5 separate regions of the Mus musculus genome follow, and regions 2, 3, 4 and 5 are each linked to region 1. Evidence: chromatin contacts called from public ChIA-PET, Hi-C and HiChIP or PLAC-seq data. All regions are on one chromosome and are shown on one strand. The core of a region is the stretch at or near the end of the contact, and the rest is flanking DNA. Distances in the headings are between cores, read along the strand shown.

Evidence for each region. Hi-C and Micro-C count contacts between places; a contact is called where the count stands out from the background. ChIA-PET counts read pairs in DNA pulled down with a chosen protein or histone mark. HiChIP or PLAC-seq counts read pairs in DNA pulled down with a chosen protein or histone mark.
Region 2: an H3K4me3 HiChIP or PLAC-seq map of embryonic limb bud shows a contact between it and region 1, with 3 times the contacts expected there. The contact joins the enhancer-like site here to the promoter of Ptch1 in region 1. A contact is called at or near these places in 7 of 39 promoter capture datasets (the 3T3-L1 cell line, the C10 cell line, cranial neural crest and 4 more), 10 of 115 datasets of contacts at active chromatin or transcription factors (the NIH/3T3 cell line, T-cell acute lymphoblastic leukemia, bone marrow-derived macrophages and 6 more) and 4 of 9 other capture datasets (adipose tissue, embryonic tail, embryonic trunk and 1 more).
Region 3: an H3K4me3 HiChIP or PLAC-seq map of embryonic limb bud shows a contact between it and region 1, with 4 times the contacts expected there. The contact joins the enhancer-like site here to the promoter of Ptch1 in region 1. A contact is called at or near these places in 9 of 39 promoter capture datasets (the 3T3-L1 cell line, cranial neural crest, embryonic stem cells and 5 more), 5 of 484 Hi-C or Micro-C datasets (embryonic stem cells, nephron progenitors and uterus), 10 of 115 datasets of contacts at active chromatin or transcription factors (bone marrow-derived macrophages, craniofacial prominence, embryonic forebrain and 6 more) and 4 of 9 other capture datasets (adipose tissue, embryonic tail, liver and 1 more).
Region 4: an RNA polymerase II ChIA-PET map of memory CD8 T cells shows a contact between it and region 1, with 26 read pairs. The contact joins the enhancer-like site here to the promoter of Ptch1 in region 1. A contact is called at or near these places in 8 of 39 promoter capture datasets (the 3T3-L1 cell line, 3T3-L1-derived adipocytes, the SN4741 cell line and 4 more), 4 of 484 Hi-C or Micro-C datasets (CD4 T cells, Th1 cells and cerebral cortex), 12 of 115 datasets of contacts at active chromatin or transcription factors (the 230-238 cell line, the SCID.adh cell line, T-cell acute lymphoblastic leukemia and 8 more) and 4 of 9 other capture datasets (adipose tissue, embryonic tail, liver and 1 more).
Region 5: a contact with region 1 is called in a Hi-C map of epidermal suprabasal cells, with 2.9 times the contacts expected there. The contact joins the enhancer-like site here to the promoter of Ptch1 in region 1. A contact is called at or near these places in 10 of 39 promoter capture datasets (the 3T3-L1 cell line, the C10 cell line, cranial neural crest and 5 more), 1 of 484 Hi-C or Micro-C datasets (epidermal suprabasal cells), 6 of 115 datasets of contacts at active chromatin or transcription factors (the SCID.adh cell line, bone marrow-derived macrophages, craniofacial prominence and 3 more) and 2 of 9 other capture datasets (adipose tissue and embryonic tail).

What each region holds. Positions count from the first base shown.
Region 1 is chr13:63,564,251-63,567,070 of GRCm38.p6, reverse strand. It overlaps Ptch1 (patched 1), which reads left to right and starts at 1,336. Exons shown (of 24, transcript NM_008957.3): 1 at 1,336-1,709. The coding sequence starts at 1,551. RefSeq lists an enhancer at 598-777.
Region 2 is chr13:64,065,095-64,067,914 of GRCm38.p6, reverse strand. The region is part of intron 6 of Hsd17b3 (hydroxysteroid (17-beta) dehydrogenase 3); the gene reads left to right. Among named protein-coding and RNA genes, the nearest start is that of Gm30999, 10 kb to the right of the region's middle. Within about 2 kb of position 1,489, at least 4 of the 459 cell types and tissues checked have an H3K27ac peak or open chromatin away from gene starts, as enhancers often do. A contact at or near this core is called in embryonic limb bud, where this site is marked.
Region 3 is chr13:63,950,873-63,953,692 of GRCm38.p6, reverse strand. No RefSeq gene overlaps it. Among named protein-coding and RNA genes, the nearest start is that of Gm30950, 25 kb to the right of the region's middle. Within about 2 kb of position 1,457, at least 43 of the 459 cell types and tissues checked have an H3K27ac peak or open chromatin away from gene starts, as enhancers often do. A contact at or near this core is called in craniofacial prominence, embryonic limb bud, embryonic tail and 4 more, where this site is marked.
Region 4 is chr13:63,884,943-63,887,762 of GRCm38.p6, reverse strand. All of the region lies in intron 17 of Ercc6l2 (excision repair cross-complementing rodent repair deficiency, complementation group 6 like 2), which reads right to left. Among named protein-coding and RNA genes, the nearest start is that of Gm46423, 20 kb to the left of the region's middle. Within about 2 kb of position 1,487, at least 43 of the 459 cell types and tissues checked have an H3K27ac peak or open chromatin away from gene starts, as enhancers often do. A contact at or near this core is called in the SCID.adh cell line, T-cell acute lymphoblastic leukemia, Th1 cells and 3 more, where this site is marked.
Region 5 is chr13:63,844,544-63,847,363 of GRCm38.p6, reverse strand. Ercc6l2 (excision repair cross-complementing rodent repair deficiency, complementation group 6 like 2) reads right to left here. Exons shown (of 19, transcript NM_001013608.3): 7 at 2,678-2,818; 8 at 1-23. Among named protein-coding and RNA genes, the nearest start is that of Ercc6l2, 31 kb to the right of the region's middle. Within about 2 kb of position 1,398, at least 2 of the 459 cell types and tissues checked have an H3K27ac peak or open chromatin away from gene starts, as enhancers often do. A contact at or near this core is called in epidermal suprabasal cells, where this site is marked.

The sequences.
Region 1 (2,820 bases), core at 87-2,586:
TTATAGACGTTTTCAAATTGGACTGTATTGTGTATTGGAGGGGGGCGATAGAGGAGTGAGAGGGGTTTTTAAAAGGGCTGGCTTTTCCCAACATCCTTGCTCGCCTCTTTAACTTTCCATTTTGTTTATCTTAATACGAGGCGTTGTTCCCTGCGAGAGTCTAAGTCTTGCCTTTGGTTATAAAAGAAAAGAGGAGAAAAAAAAATTGGCACACACTGGCGCACTATCCACCACCCTGTCATTATTGGTGCAGGCCTGGGAATTCAAGCCGGACCTCCCAGTATTTGCTGCAGCTTGAGGCCAAAGTGCCTCTAAAAGGGTTTTCTTTGAGGAATCTCAGAAATTGTTTAAGCGCTTAAAAAAATATATTACCTATCCCTCATGTCTATTGCGAGGCAAATGCTCCTGTACGTGTGAGTGTGTGCGTGTGTATGTGTGTCTGTGTGTGTGTGCGCGCGCGCTCGCAAAAGGCGTCTCGAAAAAGAAGACACTGTTGAAAAGAAAAGAAATAAGAAAGAAAGGAGGGGGGAGCATTCCTTAATGGAAGTATTGCATGCGAGAGGGTTGGCGCTGAGCGAGCGCCCCCCCACCCCCAAGCCTGGGATGCACACACGGGGGTTGCCTACCTGGGTGGTCTCTCTACTTTGGTGAGCTGTTGCTAAGCAGCTAATAATAGTCATGTTTGCTGAGTAATTTCTGCCCTCCAAGAGCCAATCGCGTTGCAGAAACCCAAGCCATCTGACAGCCCCGGGGGCGGGAGTTCCAGCCTTTTTCTCTTTCGCTCGCTCTTTCCCCCTCCACCCCCTCCCCTCCTCCTCCTCTTTCTCCAAATGGAGAGAGTTCTTTTTTTTCTTCTTCCATCTCATCTATTGAGTCAAGGAGCTGCTGCGGCCGCTGCCCGCTGCACACACACAGAGCGGAGTCCCCAGGTCCCGGTAGCGAAAGAAGCGCGCGGCGCGGGGGCAGAATGGTCCAGCGGGTCGGTGAGGAGAACAAGAAAGCAGAGTCCGGGACCGAGCAGCCACCGCGAACCCAGCAGCCAGAGAGCGACCAGCCGTTTCAGAAGCCGCCACCGCCAACTCCAGCCGCAGCCGCAGCAGCACCAGCAGCAGCAGCGGCAGCCCCGGCCCGGCATCGTTGAGACTCGCCGGGTACCGTCGCGTCGCCCGCAGCGGGCGCCGAGGGAGCCGGCGCGAGCGGCGGGGGTCTGCGCGCGCCTTCTGCCGTGAAGGGGTCGCGGCGCGGGGCGGGGACGTCTGGGGGGGACTTGGGGACCGCGAGGCGCGCCCTGGAAGCGCCGGCTCTCGCCTTCCCGCGAGCTGGATGTGGGCAGCGGCGGCCGCAAAGACCTCGGGACTCACGCGCAATGTGGCAATGGAAGGCGCAGGGTCTGAGTCCCCGGCAGCGGCCACGGCCGCAGCACCCGCAGCGCCCGCCGTGTGAGCGGCAGCAGCGGGTCTGTCACCCGGAGCCGGAGTCCCCGGCGGCCAGCAGCGTCCTCGCGAGCCGAGCGCCCAGGCGCGCCCGGAGCCCGCGGCGGCGGCGGCAACATGGCCTCGGCTGGTAACGCCGCCGGGGCCCTGGGCAGGCAGGCCGGCGGCGGGAGGCGCAGACGGACCGGGGGACCGCACCGCGCCGCGCCGGACCGGGACTATCTGCACCGGCCCAGCTACTGCGACGCCGCCTTCGCTCTGGAGCAGATTTCCAAGGTGCACTTCTGTCCCCTCCTCCCTCTTCACTTTTCCCTCTTCTTCCTCCTTGGGATCCCTGCCACACAGACACACACACACACTCCTGAGAAAGCAGCAGACAAGTGAAGGTTGAAAAATTCAAACCCTCCCTCCGGACTTTGGAGGAAAGGGCTGTCTGAGGTCCGCAGGGGGTGGAGGGGTGCCTGTGTGTGTGCGTGCGTGTGTGTGGTGTGTGCGCGCGCACACGCCCTCCCTGGTGTGCCTTTTCCGGAGCTTTGGAAACCGTCCTGAGTGGACCACCTCCAGGGCGGCCGCAATGCGGCACTGCCTTCGGCCCCAGCGCCTTTCTCCCGCGCCCCTGCCCACGGTTGCAGCCTAAAGTTCGGCGTTGCCACATTTCTTAACCTCTTTGAGGGGGAGGCGGAGTGGAGAGAGGCGGAGAGAGACAGAGGGGAGGGAGCCAAAGTAAAGGTGGTTTCCTTTTTTGGCAGCCGGTTCTGCTTTCGTTGAGCTTGAAATCTCTGCTCCCTTAAAAATTATTCTCGGGAGAGGACGTCCCCTCTCTTCCAGGTCTTGGGCCGCCTCTTCTCCCAGCCTGCCGGGGAGGGGGGCAGTTGTAAACAAGTTGCCACCTTAAATCTTCGGTACGGGTGTGCGGAACGGCCGGGTTCATTGTGTTTACGAGGCTGGCTGAAATGTGTGGAATCCGGGGAAGGCAAGCACCTAGCCTGGGGCCCGCAGGGGCCCTGGCCAGCACCCCGGGCTCCGCCGCCCGGAGAGCAGCCTGCGCCCAGCCAGGACCCCCGCCGGCGCCGGCCTGGGCCTCTTCCTTGTGCACTCGGCTATTTTAAAGAGTTCACCAGGAGGGAATGGGAGAGGGAGGAAAGATCCTTGTGGCCGCCCTCTTCCGAGCACAAATAGTGTAAGTTGTAGATGGCTGCCGCATTTCCTAACTGAGCTCCCGCGGTGTCTCCTAAGGCTGTGGAAAAGAGTGTGGACCGAACTCTGGCTGCGGGGCTCACCACGTGGACCTCGCGTACAGCCACACCGGGGCCAGATGGACCACGGTTGCTGTAGATTGTCCCTAAGTGCGCTTGCGCCCTTCACTCGGCCTCCGGGGCACTGGAGG
Region 2 (2,820 bases), core at 240-2,739, 500 kb before region 1:
CGTAGGTTGTGCTGGTTTCAGGCTTTATACTCAGGATTTTAGAATGTACCTTAGGCATACCATTGTTGAGGGTATGTTCTAAGCTCAGCTCAGCAGCTGACTAACTGAACAGCATAGGACACGTTATCCAACCAACCTGAGTTTCCAAGTCTGCATCTGTTACAAAAGTGCTAGAGTGAGAAGCTGGGGAGATGGCTCCGTTAGTTGTCTTGCGGGCATGAGGATTTGAATTCCAACCCCAGGTATGATGATATGTTCCTATAATTCCAGCGACGGTGAGACAGGAGGCAGAGACAGGCAGATCTCCTGAAGCTTGTGAGTCAACTAGCATGACAAACATGGTGAAGTCCCAGGCAAGGAGAACTCAGCTTGTCTCAAACAAAAGACAGAAGGTGCTGAGGACCCCGAAATCATCCTCTAACTTCACTTACATGCCATGCCCCTCCCTTTACATAGAGACATGAAAATAGCATTAGCTGAAGCAATGTCTTAGGTATATTGAGCTGTCGAGTCCTTTGCTTTGGGTCAATTGCAGACTCATTTATGCCATGATTCCCTCAAAGCTAGTCCATTTATACCTCTGTGTGAAGAAAAAGAGGGCCTCCTGCCTGGAAAGACAGTTTAGAAACTGGTACTGCTTAAGAATGGACACAGCCGGGTTCCATGTGACATGGTGAGGAGTTAAAGCTTCAGTGTGAACAAAATGTTTCCCCTTCCTCTGAGCCCATAGGACCTCCACCACATTGCGCAGCTAATGAGTGAGCTCTGAGCTCTCTGCCTATGCTTACCCCACAGCTGGTCTCTCAGCTCATCCTTGAAGTTCACATCTGTATGTGGCAGCCTTGCTGATCTCTCTTGGCAGTCAATAGACCTGCAGGGAGCAGCAAGGTAGAAACTCTGATTTCAAGTTGATGGGGTGAGTGTGGGGTCCAGTTTCAGGGTCTGGAACATAAGATGGCTGAGGAGGACCAGGTTTCAAACATCAAAAGGGAAAGCTGGCTAGCACCCTTCTCCACGGGCAGTTGTTTCAGGTGGATAAGCTCCCTGGCAATAGTTCATCATTGGTTGTTTTTCTGTCAGCACACTGGAATGTTACAGCTTCCTGCTTGGTTATTATCGAGTGCTCATGGGGTTTGTATGCTAAGCAATCTGTGGCTTTTTAAAGCTCCCAGCTGATGTGGCTTTAAGGTTTATGTGGTCAACTGTTGTTGAAGCTTATCATTAAAATCGTTTTACATTATTTTAGACATTGATCTTTCAATCGTGGGCTGTTTGATCATCTAGATTTCCTCAAAGGGGATTTGATAACCTTCTGATTCCTTTACTACAGAAGTGCTTTGATTTGAATTTATAAAGTTTTATTTATTATAGACACTGAACTCCCTAAGCAACAAAGAAAATAAATGAAAAGTCAGCTTCTAAATATACCGTGCACTCGTTAGCCTGGCTGGCTGGAAGCATGACCCACAACTCTTAGTGATTTCAAGGGTGTTGTCTGGCAGCAGTGTGTATAGGCAAGCACATGCTCTTGCTGGTCAAGGGCAGAGGTAGGAGAGAAAGTCTGGGGGACTAGGAAGGTGGGAGAGTTGACTTTAGAGTTAATTTTCTTGTTACTGTGCAAATGGGGGACTTGGCAGATAAGACCCATGTTTGGATCCCTAGCACCCACATAAAAAGGTTGAGTGTGGCTGTAACTACAGTGCCAGGGAGCAGGGACAGGGTTTCTGGCGCCTTCTGGCCTCCAACCTAGCAAAAAACAAGTGGGCTCTTAGTTCAGGGAGAGGCCTTGTTTTAAGGGAATAAGGTGAAGAAAGATAAGAAAGACTCCTGGTGTCCTCTGGTTTCTCTGTATATGAGCAAACACTCACACATATACACATACAGACACACACATCCACACACACACATATACACATACATGTGCACACACACATCCACACATACACACACACATAAACATATACACATGTGCACACACACACACATCCACACACACACCCACACACATATCCACATACACACACATACACACACATACATCCACACATCCACATCCACATATACACACGTGCATACACACACATCAACACATGCACAAACATCCACACACATATACACATAGACACACATACATGCATGTATACAAATACATACATGCACACACACACACACACATATATACACATGTGCACACACATGTACACATACACACATGCACATACACTTACACACATACATACACATACACACATGCATACATATACACACATGCACACATACATACACACACATACACACATACCTACACATATGCACACACACACACACACACACACACGATAGAAGCAACTTGACAGAAGGAAGGATTCCTTTGGCTGTCATCCATTATGGTGGTGAAGGAGGGCACAGTGCATTAGTCCCAGGAAAGCAGCATGGAGGGAGCATGACACAGCTGGTCATGTTGTGTCCAAAGTAAGGGGCAGAAAGAGAGGAGTGCCGGTGTCTAAGTTCCCTCTCTCCTTTTTATTCAGTTCAGGACTCCAGCGGGGGGATGGTGCCACATTCTCAGGGTCTGCCTTTGTCAGTTACACATTTCTGGAAACACTCATAGATGTACCCAGATATGTATATTTAGGTGACTTCAGAGCCTGTCAAACTGAGTATGAAGATTAACCACCACAGACGCTAAATACTGGGAACTTTGGGGCAGGGACGGATGCTGCACAGTGGTGTCTGCATAACAGATAGTTTGCCCAGTAAGGCTAAGAGAGCTCCTGTGGGAGACATTGAGGATGATCAAGTGTGTCCAACAAGATGAAA
Region 3 (2,820 bases), core at 208-2,707, 390 kb before region 1:
AACGATGGACTGTAAGCTAGAATTGAAAGCTGAAGTGAACCCCCCTTCCCCTAAGTTGCTTCTTAGGTGGGGCAGGGTTCAGTTGTTTTATCACAGCAATGGAGTGAGACTAGGACATTATATATGAAGAGCTAACTTGCTATATTTTTTAGATGCTGTCTTCGTTAGGGTTTTACTGCTGTGAACAGACACCATGACCAAGGTAAGTCTTACAAAGGACAACATTTAATTGGGGCTGGCTTACAGGTTCAGAGGTTCAGTCCAGTATCATCAAGGTGGGAACATGGCAGCATCCAGGCAGGCATGGTACAGGAGGAGCTGAGAGTTCTACATCTTAATCTTAAGGCTACTAGCAGAATACAGGCTCCCAGGCAGCTAGGACAAGGGTATTAAAGCCCATACCCACAAGACCACACCTACTTCAACAAGGCCACACCTCCCAACAATACCACTCCCTAGGCCAAGCATATACAAACCATCACAGATACTTTCTCTAGCCCCAGCTGGCCTTGAACATGTAAAATCCTCCAGCTTCTACTTCCCAAGTGTGTGCCACCACATCTGGTTATAAGAGACAACTTCTTGAGGGCCTTTTCAACATCTTGGGCAAAGATAACAAGATATAGAAGGGGTTTTCCTAGGCACTTAGAGTGAGCCAGACTATCCTTAGTAATACTGAATAATGTTAATTCTCAGAACCCCAGGGTCCTATGGATACTGCTAGTATCTATAGCACAGCACAGCCATCTTCCTAAACCCTGGCCAGGCTCCTCTTCATCATATCCCATTAGTCTATGTCAATACAATTTAATTTCATCTCCAGACAATACTATTTTAGCCCTTCAGGGCTTAATGGCCAGCAGCTGGGAGTTCTGGTTGAATGGTTCCTCTGGGGGGAAAAGATGGAGATCTCTCCAGCCTACAAATAGAGTGAGCCTCATGGCCATCCTGTCTGGCCTTCTCTGCAAAGGCAGCACTTCGGAGTCACAGAAGCATTCAAAAGTGTCACTTTTATGCCCCATGGGTGGATCCAAATTTTGATTTCAGATTACTTTAAAAATTTCCATCCCACAAGGGAACCCTGGTCTAGATAAAGAGGTGAGTGTCTACTGCAGCTGACTTCCTTTGGTGACTAATTATTCTGAGGTAATCCACTGCTTTAGAGCTGCAATGTATCCTTCACACCTCCTGCTCCATCATTTATAAGCCCTATGGATGAGAGAGAGAGAGAGAGAGAGAGAGAGAGAGAGAGAGAGAGAGAGAGAGAGAGAGAGAGAGAGAGCGCAGCAGTAACTTTTATTGGCTGCTGAAATGCATTAGGTTGCATAGACTTTGAACTGTGTGGGGGAAGATAGCTGGGCATGTAACCAGAATAACTCGCATCCGTCTCCATCTCAGCTCCCTTAATAAACCTCTGCATTGTTTTATGCCCAGGATTTATTGATGACCTGCAGTGGCCCTCTCCCAGGCCTGGCCCGCTGGGGTGTTTGTGGGGGAAAGGGCAAGGAACAAGGCCCACTCCCTGACCCAAGCTGCCCCATAAATCAGGCCCTGCCTTGGGCTGTGATGGGGAGCCAGATGGTAGCTGTTATTGCAGGAGCTCGACAGGAATCAAGGCCTGTGATCTTCCCTGTTGTTAACAGGCCTGATTTTTTATGGCTGTCAGCGTCCTTGCAATGGCTGAGGGAGGCATGCAGGGAGAGTGCAGGGGCCCCATCGCTCTAGAGCTAGGCTTTTTGCTCCCGAGAGGACAAACTGCACAGGTTGTTCCTTCTTCCTTGCTGACCGGGGGTCTTGGCCTCAGACTATGTTTTTCTGAAGCAGCTTCTTAGGGTGCACAAGTGGCAAGGCTATATATAAACAAACACCTTCTAGAAGGGAAAAATGGTGGCAAGCTTCCTTTGCTGATGGCCTGTAGACCCTTAACATCGTGACTCTACCTGAGAGGGGACAGCTGGACCTTTCCGTTGAAGTGACAGCTGAAACTCAGAGGTGGTATTGCTGCCTAGAATGCAGTCCCAAACACTGTGGATGCTGAAATAAAAGAAATTACTAAAAACTACTTGGAGGATGTTTGGATTCTTGCGTTTTCAGAACGGATAGATGGAAAGTTTAGGAAGGATAAGGAGGGAGAATGGAGGGGACAGCGGGGAAAGCAGAGTTTCCGAGACCCAGAGAGAAACTCCAGTCAGCTCGGAGGTATCTGATTAGGGGTATTAGCTGCCGAGATCCGGTCATTAAGGTGGGGTAGACCACAGCGGGCGTAGTGGCCTGGACACCACCGTGGAGGTAAACAGCTTATTAAGTCCTTGTGTGGTCCAGAGGCCTGTTTCCAACAGGCACAACCTCCCAGAAAGAACAGAACTGGCCCAGGGCAGGGTTGTGTGGCCAACACCAAACAGCCTACCAACACTCGGAGCAGATAGTAACAAACTCCCAGCTGCAGCCAAGTGGTTCACAGGGCAAGAGAGCAAAGCTATTTATTTATTTCTGTAGGGCTTGAAGCTAGCCTTGGATCATAGGGAGGTTAAGCTTACAGATAAAGCAGACATTCCCAGGAAATCACATCTAGAGAGTTCCGTTGGGGGGTGGGGGTGGGGCATCCAAGTTCTTAGAAACCTTTTAGGCACACTTGGACCACCTCTCCCCTCTGCAATCATATGCTGCAGAAGGAATGAACCCGCAGCCACATGTCCAGTTTCAACATTGTGAGCCAGGGGACAGGCAGTAAGTGTATTGGTGTCTGGCGACCCACAATTCTCATTGTTTCTAGATAATTTGTCCATGTGGAAAAGAAAATGACCAAAGTAGCTTCAAGAA
Region 4 (2,820 bases), core at 238-2,737, 320 kb before region 1:
TATGCATGTTGTACAAATCTGAAACTCAAATCAACCCTTTCACACTTAGGAAGAAAAAACAAAACAAAACAAAACAAAACAAACAAAACCACACACACAAATAAAATCTCCAAAGCAAAACTTGAGAAAATAAATGAGTCCACACTAGGTCTTATCAGTCATAATTCTGAACAACTCACTTCTTACTATAGTTTTAGGCTTACATTGGTTATATACCATGAAAGTTATTTATCATCCTGTAACAATATGAAACAGTCAAATGTCCTTGGATAATCTGGATCTTATCTTTTTAGTATTCTTTTTACATTCATTTATTTATTTTGTACTCACATGCCAAGGCATGTGTGTGGAGGTCAAAGGACAACTTTCAGAGTCAGTTCTTTTTTCTATCACAAGGTCCCAGGGTTGCTGGCTTTTACCTGCTTGCTAAGCTGTCTCACTAGCCATCATTCCTTTAGTAAAGTACATGATCTGTAATTCAAAGCAATAGACCTAAGTCAAGGGCCTTACTTTTACTCAAGCAACAGTTTTTCAGTGCAGACTCAACTAAAAAAAAAAAGCTACAGATTTTCCAATATGAAAAGCTTAAGAAAACTGTAGATAGCAATCTTTAATGTCAGTATACTTTCAAAGGAAGGAATCCTTCTACCTTACAGCTCTATGATCACATTTGCATTTTTCTGTTTATTCGGCCACATATGGAATGTGTATATTAGAAAACAGCACTGTATAGTTCAGGGAATATTTATTAAAAAAAACCCAAAACCTCCTTTTATTAACATTAATTAAAATGTAATATAAATTTGAAGGTAAACTGCTAAAGAAAGGTTCTTACATAGAAATGAGAATTTGACAGGGAAAGGCCCTCTCATAACCACATCCTGTAACAAATGTATCAAGAGTTTAAAATCCAGGAGAGTAAAGAACTGTGGGTTTTTTTTTTTCTGTTTTCTTCTTTTCTTTTTAAACACAAGGGTTTTCAGTATAGCTGCAGGAGGCCTTAGAACTAATGATGTAGTCCAAGCTGGCCTTGAACTTGGGTACTTTTGCTTCGGCCTTGTGGTTATACAAGCTTGCCACCGTGATGCTAACTTTTGAAGATAATCATGAAGAGCCTTGTGGTTTAAATGAAAATGGCCCCTCTAGGCCCATAGGGATGGGTACTACTGGGAGGTGTGGCCTTGTTTGAGAAAGTGTCACTGGGCTTTGGGGTTTCTCTCTTCCTGCTGCCTGCAGATCCAGATATAGAACACTCTTCGATGCTGGATGCTGCCATGCTACCTACTGTGACAATCATGAACTAAACCTCTGAACTGTAAGCCAGCTCTAATTAAATGTTTTCCCTTGTAAGTGTCGCTGTGGTCATGGTGTCTCCTCACAGCAATAAAACCCAAACTAAGACAAGCCTCTAGTTTCTATTTTACAGAAAAGGTATTATGGATAATCTCTCTTGGGACTAATTCTGGAGACACATCCATAGCCAGCACACAGAATCTCCCCAGCTCACCTCATCCTACACATTGCAGAGGAAGGCTGCTCACAGTGGTGCACAGACAGGATAGCCTGTCTGTGGCAGGTTACCAGGAACTAGTGAAATCTTTGACTAGGTAGATGAGGAATGGATCTGGCTATGGCGCTGGTTCCTTTTAGGGCACACAAGAAAAGTGGATACCAGTCATACTGATGTCCTAAATCCAGGTGGTTAGCCAGTAATGGGAAACTGGAACTAAGTGGAGATTTTCAAAGGCAGTGGAAAGTCATGATGGTAGAAGGCTGAACTCAGAAAGCTGGTTCTAAGATGAACTGAGGGCCTGCCTATGCCAGTAAAGTCTGGGGCCTACAACTTGTTCCCAAAGCTAAACAGTTCTAAGCACACTCTAAGGTCACCATCATGTGTGGCCCTGCCTCTCCATCATCCTGATCACACCAAGTATGCCACGAAGAATACAAATCAAGTGTTCTTTCAGTTTCTGTTTTCATCAAGCCTTAAACTGTGAAGTCTGAAGCAGCAATGTTTTGTTTACACATCTGTTCAAACAAAAGACTTAAAAAGAGATCTCTTTGGTTAAGGGCCAAACTGTAAGCACACACAAAGGCATAAATTCGCTTATCTTTGCAATGCAAGGAACTGGGAGAGCTATCAAAACAGACAGAACAGTGAAAGAAAATCCATGCAAATGGCAGCTGGATCTAAAGTGATAAAACTGTTTAACGATCTTTGGGCAACAGTGAAAAATATTCAAATTAATTATGCAAGGTTATCATAAAGTAGGGTCTCTGTATTCAACAAAAACCTAAGGCTAAAACCTACTCCTGAACCTTAAACCACTGTCTAGGAAAAAACCAACTGGTTAGTGGATTGAACCCAAATATATACCAAAGCCACATTTTCTGCATATGTTCAAAACTGACAATCAGGCCTGAAAACACAAACATGTTGTGAGAGGAAGAGGGGACTGAAGTTGGAAACTCTAGCTCCTTTCCTCCCAGAAGGTACAATAGCTGCAATCTAAAGCAACTTTATTTTGTGTGTTGGCTTTACGGCAGGATCCTAGGCTAGCCTAAAACTCATCACGCAGCATAGGATGGTACTGAACTTACAATTCTGCTTGAGACTCTGGAGTGCTGGCATGATATAGATGTGCATCTCCATACCCAGTCTGTAGTAAGAAACTTCACAAAACTTGCCTGGCAGACGGCTCAGAAGACATAGGTGCTTGCTTCTAAACCCAATGACCTGAGTTCAATCCCCAAACCCCACACAGTGGAAGTAGAAAACCGAATCCTTCAAGCTCCATGTACATGTAACACACACACACA
Region 5 (2,820 bases), core at 149-2,648, 280 kb before region 1:
ACTGTGTCACCCCGTGAGTTGGTCTGTAACAGAATGGTCAGAAAAAACAAACAAGAAAAGCATTAATAACACAGCTATATGACCAATTGTAAGATGCATCACTTAGTACTCACTGTCTAATTATCTAAGACAGTAAAAGCCAAGTACTTAGAAGGATATCCATGATTCGCTGCCCTGGAATCACTCTTGATGATGTAGTGACTATAATGTAGTGGTGTTTACTTAATAAAAGGGAGGCATTATTTATAATAGCCAGAAGCTGGAAAGAATCCAGATGTCCCTCAACAGAGGAATGGATACAGAAAATGTGGTATATTTACATAATGGAGTACTACTCAGCTATTAAAAACAATGAATTCATGAAATTCTTGGGCAAATGGATGGATCTGGCAAATGGATATCATCCTTAGTGAGGTAACCCAATCACAAAATAAGTCACTTGATATGCACTCACTGATAAGTGGATATCAGCCCAGAAACTTACCCAAGATACAATTTGCAAAACACAAGAAAATCAAGAAGAAGGAAGACCAATGTGTGGATACTTCATTCCTCCTTAGACTAGGGAACAAAACACCCATGGAAGGAGTTACAGAGACAAAGTTTGGAGCTAAGACAAAAGGATGGACCATCCAGAGACTACCCCACCTGGGGATCCATCCCATAATCAGCCACCAAACCCAGGCACTATTGCATATGCCAGCAAGATTTTGCTGAAAGGACCCTGATATAGCTGTCTCTTGTGAGGCTATGCCAGTGCCTGGCAAACACAGAAGTGGATGCTTACAGTCATCTATAGGATAGAACACAGGGCCCCCAATGGAGGAACTAGAGAAAGTACCCAAGGAGATAAAGGGGTCTGCAATCCTATAGATGGAACAACAATATGAACTAACCAGTACCCCCAGAGCTTGTGTCTCTAGCTGCATATGTAGCAGAAGATGCCCTAGTTGGCCATCATTGGGAAAAGAGGCCCCTTAGTCTTGCAAACTTTATATGCCCTAGTACAGGGGAATGCCAGGGCCAAGAAGTGGGAGTGGGTGGGTAGCGGAGCAGGGTGGGAGGAAGGAATAGGGAACTTTCGGGATAGCATTTGAAAAGGAAATAAAGAAAATATCTAATAAAAAAATAAAATAAAAGGGAAGTCTCCATTCTGGATGGGACAGTGACAGAAAAGTTGCCATTAAGGAGGTACTAGGAACAACACTAGGTAGGTCACAGTGCTCTAAAGAATTCTTTACTCTCTACTTACGTTGTCACAGCCTGGAAGAAATGAACATATTCTAAAGAAATACTTGTCTCTCAATCTATCAGACTATTGAAACAATAGAGTGCAAGAAAATGGGAATTCCCCCAGGAATCTCACACAGTTCTAACTTGTCAAATCACATCACAGACTGAAGCCCAGGCACTGATGAATCAGTGGTGGGCGGGACCTCACTTTGACTGACACTGCTTACATGTGTACACCCTCTGCCTTCTATTTAAACTTGATCTCACTTCTGGACCCTGAAGATGGGCTTGAGGAATCTGATGGACCCTTGTCCCTCTTCCCAACATAGCTGAGCTGAACAAATCTCCTTTTTCTGCTTTCCATTTTTAAATTTGCTTTTTAAATTGTATTACTGATGAGTAGCCAGACCTGACTTGTGGAACAGGTGGCCCCATAATCTGATAACAAAACTAACTGGGAATGGAAAGGACTGAAAACAGCAAAACCACTTAGGTAGAATAAAAAGCAATCTGGATAAATACATAGGGTCCCTGTAATCATCACAGATATATGACAGAAGAGGTTAAAAAAAAAGAGCAAGAAATATAAAGAGCAGATAGAAAAACAAGTGACTATCCCTTAAAAAGCATTTTGTTCTATTAACCCAAATCTCTATTAAATGGACACTGTGACTAGTAGTCACATCTTCCCAGCAAGCAGTGAATCATTCTTACAAGCAGTGGTGGGAAATTTGTGAAAAGAAAAAAAAATTAAGACGAAAGTAGACTACTTACTAATATGAAGTAAGAAGATACAAATTTGAAGTTTAGTTTCTAAACTATGTTTTATAGCTATTGAATATTGTATTTTGTATGTGGTTATTAAGCATTGTAAAGCATTATTGGTAAGTTGTGTTTACAAATGCGTATGCATGTGATGCAGGCATGTATGTGCTATGGCATGCATCTGAAGGCCAGAGGATAACCTTTTTTAAAAAAAGATTTATTTATTTATTTTATGTGTGTGAGTACATGTCTCTGTCATCAGCCACACCAGAAGGGGGCATTAGATACTATTACAGATGGTTATGAGCCACCATGTGGTTGCTGGGAATTGAACTCAGGAATAGAAGAGCAATCAGTGGTCTTAACTGCCGAGCCATCTCTACAGCCCTAGGGGGTTACTTTCAAGAGCCAGTTCCTGCCTTCTACCTGTTTAGAAGCAGGTTCTCTTACTGAACCATAAGCTCCCAGGATTCTCCATTCACACTCAGATCTTGTGAGGGAGTGGTGGGATCACAGAACCTTTTAATGCACCCCAGGTGGGCTCTAGGGATCAGAACTAAGCTGTCAGGCTTAGCCCCTTGATAACTTCTTAAAAACACTACTTCTGAAGTTAAAGAAATGAAGAAAAGTGGTGTTGCTAACACAAGAGCAAACTGTAGAGATGAATGGAAATGCTTGCCTTGTAACAACACTTTCTGCGCTTCTGGCCACTGCCACAGGTACAAGGCTGAGAGGATGTGAGGATCAGAGCCACATCTTCTGTTTCTAACACTGTTTGGTAGACAGCTTTCTGGAAGTCTGTCAAAGAACAATACACCATCT